Regions from separate parts of the Mus musculus genome. Here region 1 is linked to region 2. The links are chromatin contacts, called in public HiChIP or PLAC-seq maps. All regions are on one chromosome and are shown on one strand. Each heading gives the region's core, a stretch centred on a gene start, on an enhancer-like site or on the middle of the called end of the contact. The rest is flanking DNA. Distances are from core to core; before and after follow the strand shown. Region 1 has its middle 55 kb from the start of Gm39724. Region 2 has its middle 54 kb from the start of Gm34177.

Region 1 (7,281 bases), core at 646-3,145, 590 kb before region 2:
TTTGTCCCTGAATTTCCTTTATACAGGAGCAATTCTGGGTTAATATTTTTGAGATGTGTGAGATTTTTTTGATGGAACTCTTTCTGTAGATCAGGCTAGCCTTGAACTCACAGAGATCTGCCTGTCTCTGCCTCCAGAGCATTGGGATTAGAAGTGTTCACCAGCAGTGCTTTTGGTCTTTTTAAAAAAGGGATTTATTTTATTTATTTTAATGTGCACGTGTGTGTGTGTGTGTGTGTGTCTGTATGTGTTGTGCAAGGCCTCAGAGACTAGAAGAGGTTATCAGGTCCCTGGAACTAGAGTTATAGGTGGTTGTTAGCTGCTCGATGTGGGTCTTGGGAATTGAATTTGGGTCCTTCAGAAGAACAATAGGAGCTCTTAGCTGCTGAGTCATCTCTCTAGACTCAGTCTTAGATCTTATTCTCTATTTCATCCACATTTATTGGCTTGGTGTGCTAATCTAAGCTCATGGATTTTAAACACCATCTCCAGATTAGTAATAGTTAAATTTATATCTCTTGCTTAAATTCTAACTTAGTCCTTAGTCTTGCATAACCAGTCACCTGCCTGGCTTTGCCACTTTGGCTCTCCTGTAGACACACCTCAAAGTTATGATGCTCAAACCAGAATTCTGTAGTTTCTTTCACAAACCTGCCCTCATATCTTTCTAGATCTCAAGTGAAAGCAACTTCATCCTTCTTAATGCCCCAGATGAAAACTCTACATCCCCGCCTTGGACTAATATCATCTTGAGTTTTTCATAGTCTATTTGGCTGAAAGTTGCATCATTAGGTTTTTCCCTTGATCTCTCTGATTTTTATTAATGTTGAGTTCACTAATAAGTAGTTTGTAGTTGGTTCATCTAGTTACTTTATAGCTTTTTTTTTTTTAAATCTAGTTGGCCTGCCAGTCTTCATGACTCTACTTTTATTTCTGTTGAGAACTCAGTGACCAAATTCTAGGTGGGGTTATTTGAAATCCAAAAGATAGGTTGGAAATTCAACTAGGAGAAAATATATGCCAATCATCTGGAGGTCGCAGGACAGCCTGTTCTATTTCCACCCCTATTAAATCTCTACTTGCCTATCATGAGATACCTAACACTGCCAGAGACATGGGCCAAAGGAGACCCCCCATTTCCTGCTCTGAGAAACTGTGTTCCTTTTACATTTTCTAAATATGAAGCCTTCCGACTTCCCAGCTTTCTGGTTATGCTTTTGTTACAGTCAGCCTTTTATCACCGTAAAAGATGGCTGCAAGAAACTTGTGGGGAAGAAAAACGCTATTTCGGCTTATGATCTTGGAAATTCCAACCCATCTTCCATGGGCTCCATTGCTTTGAGGCCTAACGTTACTCCCTGAGAGGAAAGACAGCATGGCGAAGCTGGGATGAAAAAGAGAAAGTAGGCAGGCTTCTTTTAACCTTTCCAGGGATACCCATGTGACCTGAGGACTTTTCATTAGGCACCACATCTTAAAGGATCCATTCTGCTGGGACCCAGCTGTTAACACACCAATCTGGAGGACATTTTAGAACCAAGCTGTAGTCCTCTGTTTCACTCTCTCTCTCTCTCTTTTTTTTTTCTATTTTAATTTCTAAGCAGCTGTAAACTCCAAATCAGAATAATAAAGATGGATCATAATTAACTTTCCAATTTCAGCTCTGCTTCATTGCACTTGAAATGATATAGTCTAAATTGATACTTTAATTAGGATAACATCAAGTTCATTTTTATATTCATGCTGATGCTTGAATATAAATGGTTTGACTCCCCCGGTTATCCATACTTGTAGAGAATTGCTTTGGAACTAGACTTTAGGCATGGGAGCCTGCCTTCAGGCTTTCTGGTATCAGGAGATTAAGGGCATCAGAATCTTCGTTACATTCTTTGTTGTGGTTTCGTCTCTTCTGTTGAGGCCAGGCAATGGAGGTGTTGGTTATTCTAGGGCGTTTAAGTCCTGACTGTGCTATTTCCTGACAGTCAACTTGTAGTTCCTAGAGTAATTATTTCTACAGCAGTACTAGGTGGCATAGTATTCAAACCTCCTGAGGTTCAAAGGCAGAGGCCTGGGGACTGTTGGGTGTTCGGGCAGAGCCAGGCAGAAGCAATGCATCTTTACTTTGCCTCCCCCAGAGCAGTTTCACTTATATTGCTTATTATATTGGGGCTGCACAGAAGATTTGGTTTGTTAGAGAGTTTCCATAGCTTTTGTCAATTAATTAGTTAGGTTTTTCTAAAGGGTAGTAAAGTGGGCAGGTTGTTGAAAACATCTTAGCAGGAATGAAAATCAGCTCCAGTTGGCTGATTATAATGTTACTTACTTTGGGGTTACTTACTTTGGGGCTATCTCAGTCAGTGTTAAGACTTTTGCAGTTATTCTGACAGAGTATGGACACCCTTGCCTCTAGGGTATGCTGACAGTATAATTCTGACATTCCCCACTATTTGTATATGACCATTCACCGTGGGAAGTCCCCGTGATACAAAGGATAATATCTCAATAACGTAAGTGTAACAGTGTGTGTCATTTGTGTGTCACAGCTGGGGTTGTGGGCTCCGTGAGTCTTGACTCAGATCTCAGTTTCTCTTGACTGTGAAGACTTGGTATGAGATTAGGAGAAAATCCTCATGAGATGTAGTTGCTCAATAAATGTTCTTTTTTCTTCTCTGCTGATTTTCTCTGTCTCATAGATCCCAGTTACCAACACTCTCAAGTTCCAACCTTGGAAACTTCCCAGTATATATTGATATACATATTTGAGGATAAAACTTAAACTATATTTCTTACTAGACTATAAATGCTTCAAAGTCAAACATATTCTGACTTCACCCTGACATCTGAAACACTTATTAGCCATTGTCTAAACTCATATACTTTCAAACATAAAAAGACCCACAAAGACAGCAATATATTTGACTATTACATTTTTGGAACTCTGAATTTTTTTTTTCTCCACAAAATTCTTGGATATTTCTGTCTCGATTAGGAATGGAGAAATGAGAAACACAAGAGAGATACTTCCCTCACTCCAGTAAGTCTAGGGGATGTGTGGTTAAACATCCCTCTGGAGAAGGTTGTCAGTGGGTCGCTGGAACGTTCTAGTACTTAATGATTTTCATCTGCAAGCCATTTCTGGACACTCTCTTCCATGTGGTGAGGGTTGAGCTAAAGTTGACACTATGTCAAAAAAGCTTAGAAGTTTGGAATGAAACCAAGGAGAGGTTTTCTTGGAGAAATGAAAAAAAAATGAAGTGGAGACGTAGGCGTGTGTGGCCTTCCAACCAGTCTAAGAATGAATATACACAGAATCTCCTAGACTTGGCTTCAGATATGTCTTAAACTATGCAATCATCTAGATAAAATAGTGAGCTTCATCTGGATACTATTTTAGATGAATTACAATGAACCTAATGACTAGCAACACATTTTGTACATCACCTGGAGGAAAACATGGTGACCTGGTGAGTATTCCTATTCACTATTCCTCACAATCTGGTGAATACATTCACTAGTCCTTGCAACCTGGTGAACACATTCTAGGAATTCACTATTCCTCACAACTGGGTGAGTCCATTCACTATTGCGTACAACCTGGTGAATACATTTCCCTAGTCCTTACAACCTCTTAGGAACGTGCACAGCATTTAGTTGATGGTAGCATTGAGCTTCCGTAATGCCTGATACCTAGGGATTGAGACACAGGAAAATATCTAGGGCCCAATGGGCTGGTCATATTTCCTCTGCCTAGGTTGTGAGGAAATGGGCACAGTGGTCAGGTTCTAACTTATCCTTGGGCACTGGGCACTGCGTGGGAGGGTGAAGACAAAAGAAGACTGAGACAGAGAGTCCAGGAAAGTTCATGTGTGGCTTCCTGAGCCCAGGAAAAGTATTTTCAGAATGTGTTGGACTTGGTTTATTTTTCTTAGTACTTGTGAGTGGAAAGGTGGGAGAGTAGATGTATGGCCTCATCCATGCTGGGCAAACACTGCACAGAGCTACATGCCCAGTCCATGTTGTGTTTTAGAAGCAATCTGAGGTAGGATCCCTTTGACTTCTAGATCATGCTTATTGACATCAAAGATTCTCAAAGAGAAAAGCTCTGGGGAAATTCCTGTCACTATAGCAGAATATCTGAGACAAATGACTTACAAAGAGAAAAGAATGATTTTGCTTCTCAGTTTTATGGAGGTTGTAAACTGTGCTCGGTTGATCCCATTGCTGTGGGCCTGTAGTTAGGAAGCGCACTCTGGAAGGAGTGTGTGGTAGAAGAGCATCCTCGCTTCCCCATGAGTCAGGAAGGGAAAAAGCAGAAACAAAAAAGCAAGGAAGAGGAAGAGGAAGAGGAAGAGGAAGGAGTCACTGTCCTTAAGTCCTTCAAGGCCACACAATATCAAGGAATTTCCCACAAGACCCCAAGTCCTCAGGACCAAGTCTTTAGTACATATTCCTCTGGTTAAATATCGAAACTGTAGGAGGTGCATCTTGCCAACATGTAGAGGATATTAGCTTTTAGGTAGAAGTTGGATGGTCTTTGAAGCATACTCATTTCCTGTGGGGTTTACTCCTTTCTTGTTCAGGCTTCCTCCTCTAAGATTAAATGGCAAGATTTAAAGGAATAGATTCTTTTCTGGTGTCTGTGAGGTCTTCGTTGTTAGGTTTCTCCTCTTGACCAGTGATTCTGAGAACTCTTACCGGTATGGCCTCATGGACCATCTGAGAAAGCCTGGCCCCGTGTTGACAAGGGTTGAATCCAACCCAGTGGGGTGGATCAGAACATCTGATCTGGATTTTGCAGTGAGGGGGAAGGAGAGAAGGAGCGGGAGGTTGTGACCTTGACCTCACAGCCTATTCCTCTCTCTCAACTTTAAAATATGAATCTATTTAAATAGGGTTAGTGTGATGAGGGGCTCCTTTGGACTTGTAAATTCTCTGCTAAAGAGACAAAGCCTCATCCTTTGAAGAACTGATGTGAACAGGGTTAATGGTAACACAGGCAGAGGGAATTATACACAGACTCAGGTAGGAGAATGAGCCCATCCTATGTTAAAATTTTTTTAAAGGGAATAGAATTTTCAGTGTCTAGGCAGGAAAAGTGAGTATTCCAGAGAAATATTCTGTTAATATGCCAGGACTTTAAAGCTTTCCCAGAGCCCTGGGGAGCAAAATTATACCTCTTGAGCATTCAGATTCTAGTCACACAAGCACCTCCTGAAACATGGTGTCCAGACTGAATATAAGGAAACAGGCGAGAATATAAAGATCTCAGAATGCCTCTCTTTTGGGAAGAAACAAAACAATGAGTGTCTATACACGATGGAAGCACTCCTTATAAACAGAAGCAAGAGACAACTTCATGGTTAAAAATAGCACAAAGGTCTGGAGAGATGGCTCTGCGGTGAAAGCACCTGGCAACAGTACAGATGTGAGGATCAGAGTTCAGATCCCTTCAAACCCATGTCAATGCTGTTTGGGTGTGGGAGGCTGTCTGTCATTCTAGCCTCAGAGGACAGAGACAGGAGATTCTCAGAGCGAGTTGATTAGAAAGGCTAGACATATCAGTGAACTCTGGGTATGGTTGAGAGGCCCTGGGGATACTGCCTGATATCAACCTTGGGCTTCTGTGGAGAGCTGTGCAGCGAGCAATCGCGTGTGTGCCGTGAGCAATCGCCATTATAAGATGGCGCTGGCTTCCACTGCGCCTAACTAGTAAACAAGCCTTATGCGCAAGTGCAAGAGTGAACTCACGCCTAGTCACTGCCCATCTCGAGGCGTAGTAATGGGGTGATGGGCGAGCAACGAATCAGGAGCTGTCACGCCACATCAGGTGCTGAAACGTCACACTGTGGGCTATATAAGCAGCGCCATTTTCCCCGTTCGGGGTCTTCCCTCCTGATAAGTAAGCAATAAAAGCTTTGCCGCAGAAGATTCCGGTTGTCCTGAGTGTGTTCTTGCCGGCGGGGACAAAAGCTCAGGATAGGCTTCTACATGTACAAGTATACACATATTCAGTGCACCCCCATACATGCAAAACCACATATACATACATGCATACCACACATAAGTATGGTGAAAAATGAAAAAAAAACCCACAAAAGCTATGTAGTACAATCATACCTCTTAGTTGAAAAAAAAATTGAGAATATTTAGGTTGATGTATTATAGAGTTATATTCTCCTGTGATTTACAACAAAAGGCTCAAAGGCAAAAATCAGCAAAAGGAAGAAATGCTGTGGGAAGGGCAGACAACGCGTGTGTGCATTTTTGAGTCCTCTTTCTGTGGTGTCACCGACCATGTGCTCAGCTTCCCAGACACACACTGGGAACACACTTGTGAGGCTTGCTTGTGAAGGAATCCATTAGAGACTTGGTGTCCAGGGGTTTTATTGGTAGCTAAGCACTCCTTCCCAAGCATAGGTCAAGATTGCAGATTTCTGGAAGGATGGCAGGTGCCCAGAAGAGACCCTTCTGCTAAACATGTCAGGTACAGTGAATCACCCTTGTCTTGTAGGGCTGTGTGAACAGTTTTGAAATTCCCAGATACCATTTGAAGACAGATGTTTAAAAATGAACATTGTTAAAAGTTATTTATTTATTTATTTATTTATTTATTTATTTATTTATATCTATGTGTGCCCGTGTGAGTTCTTGTGCACCCTATGTGTGCAGGAGTACAGAAGAAGGTATCAGATTCCCTAAGACGAGAGTTACATGTGGTTGTGAGCTGTCCAACAAGGTTACTAGGAACATAATCCAGGTCCTCTGTAAGAACAATGAGTACTCCATTGTTCCGATGAAACCCCTTGGCCAAGAGCAAGTTTGTGGGAGAGGAGGGGGTGGGGGAAGGAAAGGGTTTATTTGGCTTACACTTCCACAACAAAGTCCATCACTGAAGGAAGTCAGGACAGGAACTCAAACAGGGCAGGAACCTGGAGGCAGGAGCTGATGCAGAGGCCATGAAGGGATGCTGCTGACTACCTTTGACCTTCATGGCTTGCTCTGCCTACTTTCTTATAGAACCCAGGAGCCCCAGGCCAGGGATGGCACCATTCACAGTGTGTTGGGTCCTCCCCCATCAATAACTAATTAAGAAAATGCCTCACAGGTTTGCTTACAGTAAGTCTGCTCTCATGGAGGCATTTTTTTCTCTAAATTTTTATTAGGTATTTTCTTCATTTACATTTCAAATGCTATCCCAAAAGTCCCCCACACTCTTCCCCACCCACTCCCCTACCCACCACCTCCCATTTCTTGGCCCTGGTGTTCCCCTGTACTGGGGCA
Region 2 (7,339 bases), core at 4,692-7,191:
CTCCAAATGCATTGCCACCCTTATAAAGTCTACACAAGAGCCTGGAGTCTTCACGAGCTGATGGAGCAGCTCCCCTCCGGGGAGGAGACACTGCCTATAAAATATGCAACATATTACCGGGCCCTTAGTCATTAACGATTGCACCAAAGGGTCTATGACTCAACTGTAGAAGAGAAGATTAATTCTTAGCGGAACCTACTCTGTCAGCCTGCCTACTCTGAATCTAAAGTCATCAAAACCCAGACTTCCTGCCAGATTTCTTCTGGGGAGCTCAGACTCATAAAGTCTTACTTGAACATCTTCATTACAAGTATGACTGTAACCAAGAATGACAGAGCCTGGATAGTACAACGTGTGTGGAGAAGAGAAACACTGTGATGCAAAGGCAGGGAGAAATCTCTGTCTGGGTCTTCCTGGCCTTGATTAGAGCAGCTGACTTTGGGAATCCGGGCCAGATTCCACTCCCACCTACAGGATGCGTTCTGCCTCTTGTGAGACCATGGCCACTCCCATCAGCGTCATGAACCTCAGAGATTATTAAGACAGACCTTTCTTTTCCTTCCTTCCTTCCTTCCTTCCTTCCTTCCTTCCTTCCTTCCTTCCTTCCTCCCTCCCTTCCTTCCTTCCTCCCTTCTATCCTTCTTTCCTTCCTTCCTTCCTTCCTTCCTTTCTTTCTTTCTTTCTTTCTTTCTTTCTTTCTTTCTTTCTTTCCTTTCTTTCTTTCTTTCTTTCCTCCTTCCTTCCTTCCTTCCTTCCTTCCCCCCCCCTCTCTCTCTCTCTCTCTCTCTCTCTCTCTCTCTCTCTCTCAGATTGCACTATTCATTCATGCTTTCTTCAGAGCTTGTTGCGATACCCTGCTCCTTTCAGATCCTCTTGGCAGGTGCTGACACAGGCACTGGCCGGCAGTGATTGTGGAAGTATGAGGAAAAGAGAGGCAGCCTTCTCATCTTTCTTCAGTTCTGTGACTTGTGCTGTTCATAACTTGTGTTATGACCATACGGGGAGGACTGACATAGGCATCTGGATCTGGGGGTAGAAAGTGCAACTGTCACATCTTGTTACTGGGGCTGTGTTAGCTTTCCTTAACTATAAAGGCGTGCTTGAGGTAATGTACTCACAAGAGATCTGTTTCGGGCTGGAAATTCCAGTTTGATATCAAGAGGACTTTACTTTGCCTCATAAGGAAATATTTCATGGTGGTGTATATGGCAGGGAAAACTACTAACTTCATCACCTTTATGCAAGGAAATAAGTAGTGAATCAGAGTTTTATATTCTCTTCAACGGTACATCCCCAGTGACCCGAGGAACTTCTGCTATGTCTTTTTCTTTAAAGGTTCCATGACTTTCTGTGATGGTTGGTCTTCACTTCCGATTTTACACAACCTAGACTCACCAGGGAAGAAAACCTCAAGAGGGGTTGTCTGCATTGAGTTGCCATGTGGGCAAGCTGGTGGGGGTTGTTATAATTAAGTCAATTGATTTGGAAGACCCACACCACTGTGGACAAAACCATTCCTAAGGAAAGAGGCCATGATCTGTGTAAGAGAAGTCAAGCCGAGCTCCGGCAGGCATAATGTATCTGGTCTCTTTCTGCTCTTGGCTATGGATGAGCAATTCTAGCTCTCATCCATAAGTTTCTCAAGTTCCTCTCACCTTAACCTCCCTGCACCACGGACCACAACCTAAACCTCCTCTCCTAAAGCTGCTTTCGTCTGTGTGTTTTCTCAGCAGCAGGACTGAAGCAAGAACACCACCTCTCTCTGAGATCCGTGCTGCCTGCCTCAGGGTCAGCTTCTGTGGATATGAATGTATCCACATATCCTCAGCTACTTACAACAGTGAATAAATTGCCTATCAGCTCTTTGGGAGATCCAAATAAACCTCTTGTGTTTGTGTGCAGTTTTTTTTTTTTAAATGCCTACCAGCAGCCCTTGTTTTAAAGGCTTTGTCCCCAGAGTGACACACAGGTGAGACCTTTGAGATGTGAAACCTACTAGGAGATCTTGGTCCTTTGGGGACAAGCTCTCAAAGAGGACTGTGTGAAGCCTCGATCTCTTCCTGTTTTCTGCACGTCCTGGTTGATGAAGAAAACTCTGCTAGCCAGCTTCTCCTGATTTGGTGAGGTTCCTTGCCGGACGCACAAAGCTACTCAGTCACAGACTAGAACCACAAGGCTATGAGTCAATATCAGGGTTTTCCCTCATTTTTTTAAGTTATTGAATTGGATGCCAGCCTAGATTACACAATGAGATCCTGTCTCAGATAAACACAACAACAACAACAACAACAACAACACAGCAACAAACCCTTTAAGCCACATCTCAGCCAGCAGCGGATGTTACGAGTCTTTGTGAGCTGTTATTTTAGTAGATTTGTGCGAAGCGACACTTTCTACTGCTTTAATTTTGAGTTCTGTGCTCTACAGACTTTTATCATTTTTCTGCTTTCAGAGTCACCTGTAGATTTTCTCTGCCTGGTGGTTCTCTGTCAATTTAAGTCAATTTGGGTATTTTGGATATTATAGTATTTATTTATTGTAAAAATGTATTTTATTTTTAATTCTGTGTACTTGTGTGTAGGGGTGGGTGGGGATTGGGGTAAGTTTTTGTTTGGGTGCAAGTGGTAGTAGATCCCACAAGAGGTCAGCAGATCCCCTGGAGCTGGAGTCAGAGAGGTTGTGAGCTGCTTGATATAGGTACCCACAACTCATGTTCTCTTAAAGAGCTCACATCCCGCTGCTGAGCCCTCTCTTTGGACCAGTTGTCACACTGAATGCATTTGTTCCCATCTACTCTGCCTTTTCAAGGATCTCCCCAAGGTATCTATTTCATGACAATTTTATTCATTCCTATGACATTTGAAATAATTTAACTAAATAAAACAAATTATATCTGAAATGTTGGTATTCTCCTCTATGAAGTTTCAGTTTTCTAGTTTAAACTGTGCTGGCTAGTTTTATGTCAACTTGACACAAGCTAGAGTTATCTGAGAGGAGGAAAACTCAATCGAGAAAATGCCTCTGTAAGATCCAGCTCTAAGTCATTTTCTTTTTTCTGTGTAGCCCTGGCTGTCCTGGAACTCACTCTGTAGACCAGGCTGCCCTTGAACTCAGAAATCCACCTGCCTCTGCCTCCCAAGTGCTGGGATTAAAGGCATGTGCCACCACTGCCCAGCTTTTTAAATTTTTTAAAATAGATTTATTTCTTTTATTTATATGAGTGCACTGTAGCTCTCTTCAGACACACCAGAAAAGGGCATCAGATCCCATTACAGATGGCTGTGGGCCACCATATGGTTGCTGGGACTTGAACTCAGAATCTCTGGAAGAACATTCAGTGCTTTTAACCCCTAAGCCATCTCTCCAGCCCCAAGTCATTTTCTTAACTGGCAATTTACTGGGTGTGCAGGGGTGTGTGGGGTGGGGGTGGGTAGAGGAGGTGGAGCCTACATTGGTTGGTGCCATCGCTGGGCTGGTGATCCTGGGATTCTATAAGAAAGCAGGCTGAGCAGGCCAGTAAGCAGCACTTCTCCATGGCCTGGGCATCAGCTCCTGCCTCCTGGTTCCTGCCTTGTTTGAGTTCCTTTAGTGTTGAGCTGTGATGAGGAAATGAAAGTCAAATAAACCCTCTCCTCCCCGCCTTGCTGCTTGGTCGTGGTGTTTCATCATAGCAATAGAAATCCTAGCCAAGACGGCTGAGAAGGTCATTTCCGCTCTGGATTTACCTTCGGTCCCCCAAAGTCTCAAGTATGCAGCCTCAAGCCTAAAACCCAATCAGATAAAAACAAAAAACATCACAGCATAATGCTTTTTATAGAACCTCATGATTTTAGTGTTTCACCATGCAAAAAACTATATAGGGAAATAAAGAGTCATCAGCAGGGAAATGACGGAATAAATCATGGTAGTAATACTATGGGAAGGCTAGCTTGGAGAGATGTCTTGCGAAGTATTTGTGAATGAGAAAAGCAAGCTGTAGAAAATTGTGAATAAAACAATATATATGTATACTAATACATATTTGCGTCTATGAATGAGCACAGAGAAACGGAGAAGATCATGCAGTGGTTGAGATAGGAAGCCTAATGGGAGGGAGGAGGAGGATGGAGAGGAGGAGGGCAGGGAGGAGGAGGAGGGTGGAGAGGAGGAGGAGGAGGGTGGGGGAGGATGGGGAGGAAAGGACAGTGGTAATAACAGCAACAAGGAAATGATGAGCACAGGTTCAAAGTCTAAAAACTCTAAGCTGGTCCCAGTGTTTTCTTTCATCACTCTGGAGTTCATCGGTCATTTGTTTTCAGGTTGTGTCACCAGGAGACTAAACTCCGCTCCGCACTGAGCAGTGAGAGTGGAATGGAGCAGGAAGACCTTAGTTCTGGGCTCCCAGGTGTTGTGTGCATCACCTGCACTGTGAGTGCCAGGCATCCTCACCCACCTCCTGAGCCAGGCACTCCCAGGAGCATCTCTCTTGACATCTGGAGATGTGGTTCCATGTTGGGGTGACTGAGGGTGTGTTCCTCCTCTGTGGTCCATTCAGGCACTGCATGATGCTCTAAGCCTTGTATATAGCCAGTAGCAATCCACCCAGTAAATGTCCAGTGACATTATCAAATGCCCCTTAAGAGGACACAGTCATGAAGCACTCGTCTAGTCTGAATGGTTATTACACATTCCCCCTGAAGTGTGTTTGTCCGGTGTCCCCTTTGGACACTCCAGTCATTGCACTAGGAACTGGCCTCCGAGTTACGTCAGTGGCCTTATTCTTGATTAAGTGTGTGTCACCTTATCACTGTGTGAGAGGGAGATATGAGCTTGTTTTTCCGATCCTTATTGTACAAACAAGTTACGATGACTCATGGTGAGCTCAAGGAGTCTCGGCCTCAGGTGCTTGGGGGGGTGATTGCAATAAATCTTAATTATCTGGATTGTTTTGAGGCGCTGTTATGCAGTGAGGGAACAATGACTTTGAATTTTTTGAAAATGAGGGCAGTGCCGATTAGTTTGCTTCCCCCCACCCCCTCCAGAGCACGTATACACAGGAAAGGTTCTGCTATTTACTGCTCCTTTTAATCTCAGAGATGGGAACTTGGGCAAAACCCAAAAGCCCAGATGAAGGAATGGTCAGGAGCATAAGAACTCGTAGGTTTCTAATGCTTTGCTGAAAAGAAACCCCATGTGTTTAGATGGAGAACTCTAGAATGCCAATTAGCCTGATTGTACAATCCAGAGTAAATTCTCTCCTATGAAACACCCGATTTAAGCTGTAAAGGATACTCTTGAATTCATTTGCCTCAGTCTTACTCTGAAGTACTTGTATGGGATGAGAAGAGAGGACAGACTTTAGTTCTGGACATCATATGACATCCACAGAATCATTTGGCTGGGATTTTTGTTGTAGAGTTTGGTCTGGGATTTGACCTCATAGTCATCTGTAGGTAAGGGTCAATAGAAATCACTGGTCCTCCCACCTTCAGCAAGCCAGTGCCTACTGAGATGATTTTTTAGTGAACATAATTTACAGAAGATACACAAATAAATATATAAACAAGTAAAATGTCCTTAATGGCTGTGTGATGCTGATTGGCTGAGGCCAGTTCATAATACAAACTATGCTTACAGCAAGCAAGCAAACAAACAAACAAACATTTGCTTGTGTATTTAATAATTTTTTTCCCAAGCACTGCCTGCCAGACATTATGCTGGGATTGGCGTGATGAATAAAGGCAACTCACAGAGGTCAAGAGCTTGTGGAGCAAGGATACTGTTAGTCTACACTGTCACACATGAGCCTTCCAGGCTGTGAAGGGAGGGAGCACTGCACTGAAGTTTGTGCTTACAGTGAGGTCTAAAGATCATTAGTGGTTACTTCAGAGAGGAACGGAGCTGCTGTGGCTTGAAAGTCTGTCATAGACTCTTGTGTTTGGAGGTGTGGTCGGCAGCTTGGAGCAGGTTTCAGGCCAGATCTAGATTAATGAATGACTCAGGGTGGGTCTTGAGGTTTCTTAGCCCAGCTCACTTCCTGCCTTCTCTGTGTTTCTGGAAGACAAACTCAATGTGATCAACCAACTGCTTCCCACTCCTGCCAGCCAATGTACCTTCCTTCCCATGATGGGTACATGTCCTTGACCTAGAAGGCAAATTAATCTCCTTCTCTCACCTTAAGTTGTCAAGTATTTAATCATAATCACATGGAAAAACAACTGCTTAGGGAGGGAAAGACATTTGGAAAAGGGCACACTGTGTGTTAAGTCCTTGAGATGAGAACAGAGGGCCAGGGACAGAGAGCTGGAGGAGATGCTGTGTGGTGGGCTTGAAAGATAGCTGCAGGACAGCCCTTCCCATTTAAAATCAGTTTCCCCTGATTCTACAAGCTATGAGAAAAACAGGAAGAGTGTGAAGAGGGAGGTGACACAATCCGTGCCACTGGCACAGAAGGTGGTTGACACTGTTGTGCTTTGAAATCACGCTGGACAAAGTTCAAGAGTGAGTCTGGGAAGGGTGAGAGGGGATACTGAGAGGAGATCTTGGAGATGCTAGATTGACCTAGTCTCATGACTGTGATGCTCTGCCAGGGTGGACGTGGCATTGATGGTGGAGAAGGACGGGAAAGGAGCAGGCGCAAGAGATATGTGACATCTGACGGACAGCAGTCAAAGTGGTTGTTGGGATTGGGTTTGTTTTGCTTTATTAAGACAAGGTCTTGCTGTATACCCCCTGACTAGCCTAAAACTGTTGGCCATCCTCCTGCCTCAACATCTGGAATGCATCACCACACTCAGCTTCCAAGTTCATAGAGTTGCTGCTGTTTGGGTTTTTTTTTCCCTTTGAGACAGGGTCTTGTGTAGCCTGGGCTGGTCTTGAACTCACGGCGTAGGCATGGATGACCTTGAACTTCTGATCCTCTGGTCTCATCCCCTGGGTGCTAGGGCTGTGTATATGGTTTGTGTAGTGCTGGGGATGGAACCCGTGGCTTTGTTCATGATAGGGAGTACATTGCCAACTGAGTGCATGCCCAGCCTGCGAGTTCTTAGCATACTTTATCAGAAAGTAAGTCTGATTCATGAACTAAGACAGGTAGAAAGGGCCTACTTCCTCTATGGTAAAACCTGGGGTAGGGCTGCTTGTGTATTTCTCACCCAGGACTCTTCTCACAGTCTTACTCTCCCAACAATCATTGCATGTGATGGAGCCCAGCCCAGACTAATCCAGATCAGCCTTAGATTCTGGAGGGATTGAAGTCCAACAAGACAAAGCACAAAAGACCCACACAACAAGTGAAGACACAGAAGTGACACGGAGTCCATCCAAGGTTACCTCAGTATCACTCCAAGTCCAAGGGGAC

What was found. HiChIP or PLAC-seq counts read pairs in DNA pulled down with a chosen protein or histone mark.
Region 1: an H3K27ac HiChIP or PLAC-seq map of T-cell acute lymphoblastic leukemia shows a contact between it and region 2, with 6 times the contacts expected there. The contact joins two enhancer-like sites.

Annotation. Positions count from the first base shown.
Region 1 is chr1:183,683,131-183,690,411 of GRCm38.p6, forward strand. No RefSeq gene overlaps it. Among named protein-coding and RNA genes, the nearest start is that of Gm39724, 55 kb to the left of the region's middle. Within about 2 kb of position 1,896, at least 4 of the 459 cell types and tissues checked have an H3K27ac peak or open chromatin away from gene starts, as enhancers often do. A contact at or near this core is called in T-cell acute lymphoblastic leukemia, where this site is marked.
Region 2 is chr1:184,271,265-184,278,603 of GRCm38.p6, forward strand. No RefSeq gene overlaps it. Among named protein-coding and RNA genes, the nearest start is that of Gm34177, 54 kb to the right of the region's middle. Within about 2 kb of position 5,942, at least 46 of the 459 cell types and tissues checked have an H3K27ac peak or open chromatin away from gene starts, as enhancers often do. A contact at or near this core is called in T-cell acute lymphoblastic leukemia, where this site is marked.